Linked DNA regions of Mus musculus: region 1 is linked to region 2. A link is a contact called in public HiCAR-type data. All regions are on one chromosome and are shown on one strand. Each heading gives the region's core, a stretch centred on a gene start, on an enhancer-like site or on the middle of the called end of the contact. The rest is flanking DNA. Distances are from core to core; before and after follow the strand shown.

What was found. HiCAR-type assays count read pairs that join an accessible place to other places.
Region 1: a HiCAR-type map of astrocytes shows a contact between it and region 2, with 5 times the contacts expected there. The contact joins the enhancer-like site here to the promoter of Gng12 in region 2. A contact is called at or near these places in 10 of 39 promoter capture datasets (the 3T3-L1 cell line, the HPC-7 cell line, cancer-associated fibroblasts and 5 more), 2 of 15 datasets of contacts at CTCF or cohesin (CD8 T cells and the NIH/3T3 cell line), 36 of 484 Hi-C or Micro-C datasets (the AML12 cell line, CD4 T cells, DN2 thymocytes and 25 more), 12 of 115 datasets of contacts at active chromatin or transcription factors (the HPC-7 cell line, astrocytes, a beta-TC-6 cell line and 7 more) and 2 of 9 other capture datasets (liver and pancreatic islet).

Annotation. Positions count from the first base shown.
Region 1 is chr6:66,931,094-66,933,793 of GRCm38.p6, reverse strand. The region is part of intron 2 of Gng12 (guanine nucleotide binding protein (G protein), gamma 12); the gene reads right to left. Among named protein-coding and RNA genes, the nearest start is that of 4930597O21Rik, 8.3 kb to the right of the region's middle. Within about 2 kb of position 1,428, at least 31 of the 459 cell types and tissues checked have an H3K27ac peak or open chromatin away from gene starts, as enhancers often do. A contact at or near this core is called in astrocytes and forebrain, where this site is marked.
Region 2 is chr6:66,894,967-66,897,666 of GRCm38.p6, reverse strand. It overlaps Gng12 (guanine nucleotide binding protein (G protein), gamma 12), which reads right to left and starts at 1,270. Exons shown (of 5, transcript NM_025278.5): 1 at 1,140-1,270. It overlaps 4930597O21Rik (a long non-coding RNA gene), which reads left to right. Exons shown (of 3, transcript XR_003956381.1): 2 at 650-1,622; 3 at 2,507-2,700.

The DNA.
Region 1 (2,700 bases), core at 179-2,678, 36 kb before region 2:
CTCAGTCTGGTCTCCATCCAGTGAGCAAAGGGCTGTTCACTTTATTTTCCTACTCAGAAGTCACAGCAGCCTTAGCATACTCATTGAAGATCATCCCTTGGCCACCAGGCCCCCTTGGCCTAGCCCTCTATCCAGTTACATAGACTTGGCTTCTCTTCAAATATCACTAGCAAGCTCCAGTCTTGAGGCCTTCAAGTATATTCACTTTTCTACTGGGACCATAAGCAGACACCTACTCCTGCCTATCTGGTTTCTTCTGGTCCTCCAGGTTTCTTCAGAAGAGCCCTCCTCCACATTGCTTTGCTATGTCAGTGTAACTTCTGATGCTCTCCTTTCTAGCTATTGACTTACATGCCTCTCTCTCACTGAAATGAAAACTCCATGAGCAAACAGACTGTATGTTTAATGATGTACCCCAGGGCCTGAAATGAAGCCTGACAAGAATAAGTATCTAATAAAAACTGTATTTAGTTTATATGCATGTGGGGAGGGAGGGAGGGAGGGAAAGAGAGAGAGAGAGAGGGAGAGAGAGAGAGAGAGAGAGAGAGAGAGAGAACTTGAGCGCAAGCAAGCACACATGCTCGAATATGGGCGCATGCATGTGGCCTGAGATGCTGAGAACAGGTGTCTTCTTCAATCAATTTCCAGCCTAAACCTCAAGTTTACTGATTTGGCTAGACTGGCCACCAAGCTCTGGGGTCCACCTGCCTCCACCACCAGTGCTGCTTTGCCTGGCTTTTACATGGCTGCTGGAGTTTGGAAACTCAGGTCCTCAGGCTTGCACAGCAAGCACGCTGCCCACTGAAGCATCTTCCCATCTCCCACAGGTACTATAAATTGGCCAGAAATATTTTCTGTTGAACTGAGTTTTAGTTAGTACTAGGAAAATGTTTCTCATTTCCAAAAATGACAAACAAACAAACAAAGAAACCACATAAATAAATAAATAAATAATGCCATGTTGACTTGCAAAGAAGTTATATGAGTTCAATAGAAAATATCATGGCTATAGTGGAAATGTTTGGTAGGCAACTGCTGTTCTTCAGTCCCCTGTCTCTTAAGGCCTTCAGGCTTTGCTACTTTAACATTACATCCTATTTGCCCTATCGTGGTGAGGAGCACAGCTTCTTCCAGCTACTTCTAAATACTGCTGGCTCTGATCTCAGTGCCAAGTGGGTTGCTCCACTACTTTTGTTGCTTGGTTCAATGAAGTTTGGGGCCAACAGCCACTGAAAACACTGTAGAACATTAAGAAAACACTGTAGAACATTAAGAAAACTCCTGGGAGAGGGAGTTTTAGAAACAAGCACAAACCCTTCCCAAGTGGGTCCTTTTGGGTTCAGGCAGCTTGGCTGATATCGGTGCCTTTCAGAGGGGCAGTGTTTCTTCTTCATGAATGAGTTCCATTGATGAGAACACACTAAGTAGGCAGTGTTAGCTCTAGGGACAGCCACTCTACCCTGGCATCTGTCGGGGTAGTAGAGAAGGGAACCCCACAGAGACCACTATTTCCCATCATACTTTCACCTCCCTTTGTTTGCCTCACTAAGGCGGCTCAGTCAGCTCCAACAAGTTAGAGCAAGTGCCAACTGGCTTTTCTTTTTTCAATTGGTTTTCGTTTTACATTTTATTTATTTTTGTTGTGAGGTGGGGGCTGTGGAAGTCTGGGAGTTCAGCAAGTACTGTACTTGGTGAACCATCTCACCAGCTGCTCTTCCCTATCCTTTATGTTTGCTGTAAGACGGGGTCTCTACAGCTCAGGCTTGCCTAGTACTTGAAATCTACCTGAGCCAGTGTCCTGAGTGCTGGGTCTGTAACAGAACACAGGTCTATGACAACCACCTGGTTCATCTCTTCCTCTTTCTTTTTATTTTTATGTGCATTGGTGTTTTGCCCGGATGTACGTCTGTGTGAAGGTGTTGGATCCCCTAGAACGTGAGTTGTAGGCAGTTGTGAGCTGCCATGTACATGCCGGGAAGTGAACCTGAGTCCTCTGCCAGAGCAGCCCGTAGTCTTAACCACTGAACCATCTCTCTAGCCCCTCACCTGTCTACTTCTTAAAGCATAATCTTTCTGGAGCTTTTAAAGGTGAGACTTTGGGATTCTTTCTTAAAAACAAGGCATTCTTTTAAAAAAATGTTTATTGTATTTATTTATTGTGGTGAAGAGGTACACTCATGCCCTAGCATGCATGTGGAGGTCAGGAACAACTTGAGGGACCACATAGGTTCTGAGAATCAAACTCACACCAGACATGGCAGAAAGTGCCTTTGCCCACTTAGCCATTTTGCTGGCCCCCAAACAAGATACTGTGTTGCGAGTGAGTCTTATACACTGTATATTCAAATGCTGATTCCTGTGTCCAGAGATCTAATGACACTAGCTAGCACCGTTATGATTATGGAACCATCTGCTATACCAGTGTTGTGTAAGTATCGGACTGGTTGATAAGAAGCTGGTCAGCCTATGGCTGGGCAGAGGAGATAGGAAGGCTGGACTGTGATCCCAGCCAGGGGTCCCATGGAGAAGGAGAGGAAGGATCATGAAGAAAAAAGAGAGAGACCCAGTGGAGAGACCAAGAGGTGGCCATAAGGCAGAGGGTCTAAGAGGAGTCTTAACAAAGCAGGTTGCCAAGGGATTCATCATGAGGACACACATGGAGCAGAGCAAACCAGGGGCAGACTCAGATTGAAGGTCAAG
Region 2 (2,700 bases), core at 21-2,520:
CAAGCAATGGTGCAGCAGGGTGACCAGCACTCTCAAAACACAGCCAAGCTATTGCTTTAAACATTGAGAACACACAGACACAGAGCCTGGCTCTGACAACATCCAAAAGATTCATTATAGACAATCTATTCAGGAGACGCTACGATCGCCCCAGGAAATATAAACAGTGTCTAAAGAGCAGTGGGGAGAGGAAATAACTGACCGGAATGAGACGAATCATGTGAAGTCCGTCCAACAAGGCCTAAGACATCCCCAGTGTTTCCACTTGGAGCTGCGTTTAAACGTGCCCTGGCACATGGGCACAGATCTCCCCTCCAGCTCAAGCGTGGGGCTGCGTCCTTTCCTACCCACTTGTTTGTGCACAGCCACGCCCGCACAGGAGGACCACGAGACCACAGGCCTCGGCAGATCCTTCCAGCTGATTTCCAGTTGCTTAAAGTTTAACAAGAATCACGGCTCCCTTTGTGAAAGTTAAGTCAAGTTTACAAGGCATCCACAGACTTAAAAGGATAAACGAGTGTCAGGAGACACTAGCAATGGCGTCTTAAAATGAAGTTTAATTGACAGGCCCTAACTAAAATAAAGAGGAGTTTTTTAAACCCACGGGCTAAGCTTCAGGCGCTACATTTAAAAAAAAATATAAAAAAAGCACACAAGGCTCAAGTTTGAACTCCGACCTTCCTGTTCCAGTCACCGCCGCAGGGTCCCTCGTGAAGTGTCACCCGAATTCTCTCCACGATCAGCTCCTTACCCGCCGCCACCCCCCTGTGAAGACCCAGTACCGAGGCTGCCAACCCACGCGCGTCTAGAGATCGGAGGAGGGGCGTGCGTGGCGGCTCCGACCGGCTCCTCCCGCACCACCGCGACCTGGCGGCTTTTCCCGGGCCTTCCTCCGGCGGGGCGAGGCCGAGCGAGGCAGCTACGGAGACCCAGCCTCAGGGGCCACTCGCGCCCCAGCGGGCTCTCGCGTCTGTGGGCCCCGGCTGGCCTCGCTCCCACTCCCCTTCCGCGGCCCAGAGCGCCCGCAGCACGCGCTTCCTTCCTCCGCTCCCTAGCTCCAGCCCGCTGCCAGCCCGCGGGACCCACAGGCGGCCCCGAAGTAGCGGCGACCGCCCCGCCCCGTCCGGTCCCGGCGCTACCTTGGCACTCACTCTTCGCCGTCGTCGCCGCCGCCGCCGCTGCTGCCGCCGCCTGGGAGTCCGGCTCTCCGCGCTCCCGGGACCGCCCGACCTCTCCTCCCTACTCCGCTCCAGCTCCTCCCCTCGCGCGTGGGCGGGGCGCACGGCCCGGTGGGCGGGGCTGTCGCCGCCACCCCCTCCGCTCTGGCCCACGGGCATGGGACGTGGTCGCCGCGCCCAACTGCGGCCGTCGGGGGTCAGGACACGCGTGCCCGCGGCTGGGTTGGTGCAGCTCGCTGCGGTGCGGTGGGCCCGGGCAACCACGCGAGGCCACCACCATACATCACCACCAGGACCACACACCGCAGTCCCCAGGCTGCGAAGATGAGCTCTGCCAAACCCCACACAAAAGTGGGGCTCTGATCCAGAAAGGTCTGAGGAAACGGCCACCGTCATATTTAAAGGACTCTGGGGCAACAGGGAGGTTGTTTCCCAGAAATGGAGGTAAAGCCAGATTATTGAATGTCCCAGACCGGACAGAGTACTGCATAATAAATTAATTGGACAGGTTGTTTTTTTGTTTTGTTTTGTTTTGTTTTGTTTTGTAAGCATTTAGAGTTTGGCAGGTTGAAGGGCTAGTTTTGCTTCCACAAAAGCTGCTTACAGCCATTCAACAAAACGAAGCACCTGTTGTGTGGGGTCAAGCATTATGCTAAATGTGATAGGAGATACCATCAACCTGAGGGGGACTTGCTTAAGTCCTGTAGAGATGGATGTACAGAAATGGTAACACTCAGCAGTTGGCTAGAGTACTCCAAGGTGTGAGTCACTAATAATCATCGTGATCTCTTTTTAAAATGATGCTACTATTGGGTGAGAGCAGGGGTCAGTAATTGGACTCAGTGCCAAGGAAGGGAGGGAGGGAGGGAGGGAGGGAGGGAGGGAGGGAGGGAGGGAGGGAGGGAAGGAAGGAAGGAAGGAAGGAAGGAAGGAAGGAAGGAAGGAAGGAAGGAAGGAAGGAAGGAAGGAAGGGGAAGGAAGGACGGTGGGAGGGAAACATGTTGGGGGTTGGGGGTGGCAGAGTAGGAGGGGAAGTTGGGTGTGATCAGGATACCTGTATGAAATTGTCAAAGAATAAATAAAATATATTATTTAAAAGATCAAACAGAAATAAATAAGTACTAGCATTGGATGAGGATGCACTGTTGAGTGGGTCTTGGGGATGCTGGGATCTAGGTACTGAATCCCACTGAAGGCTTTAAATTCACTCCTGTTTGCACTCTTACTCAAGAATGCCTTGCTTGGCCAGTGTGGTCTGAGCAGCCTCCAGAGGATGTTCTTGTTGAGGTACAAACCACAGCCTGCCTTTTATTTCCTACTTTCTACAGTGTTAGGAAACACTTGGCTGATTCAGATCGTGACAGTTTGAAGATGCACCCTAAACAGAATGGCCAGACACAAGAATGGACTATTATGGTTGTGATTTCCACCTCTGGATCATTATATAGCCCAGTTAAGTACTTCATGTACTTTTAATTTTTCTCTCACTAATCTGTGGCAAAAACAAGCAAAGTGGCTCGTT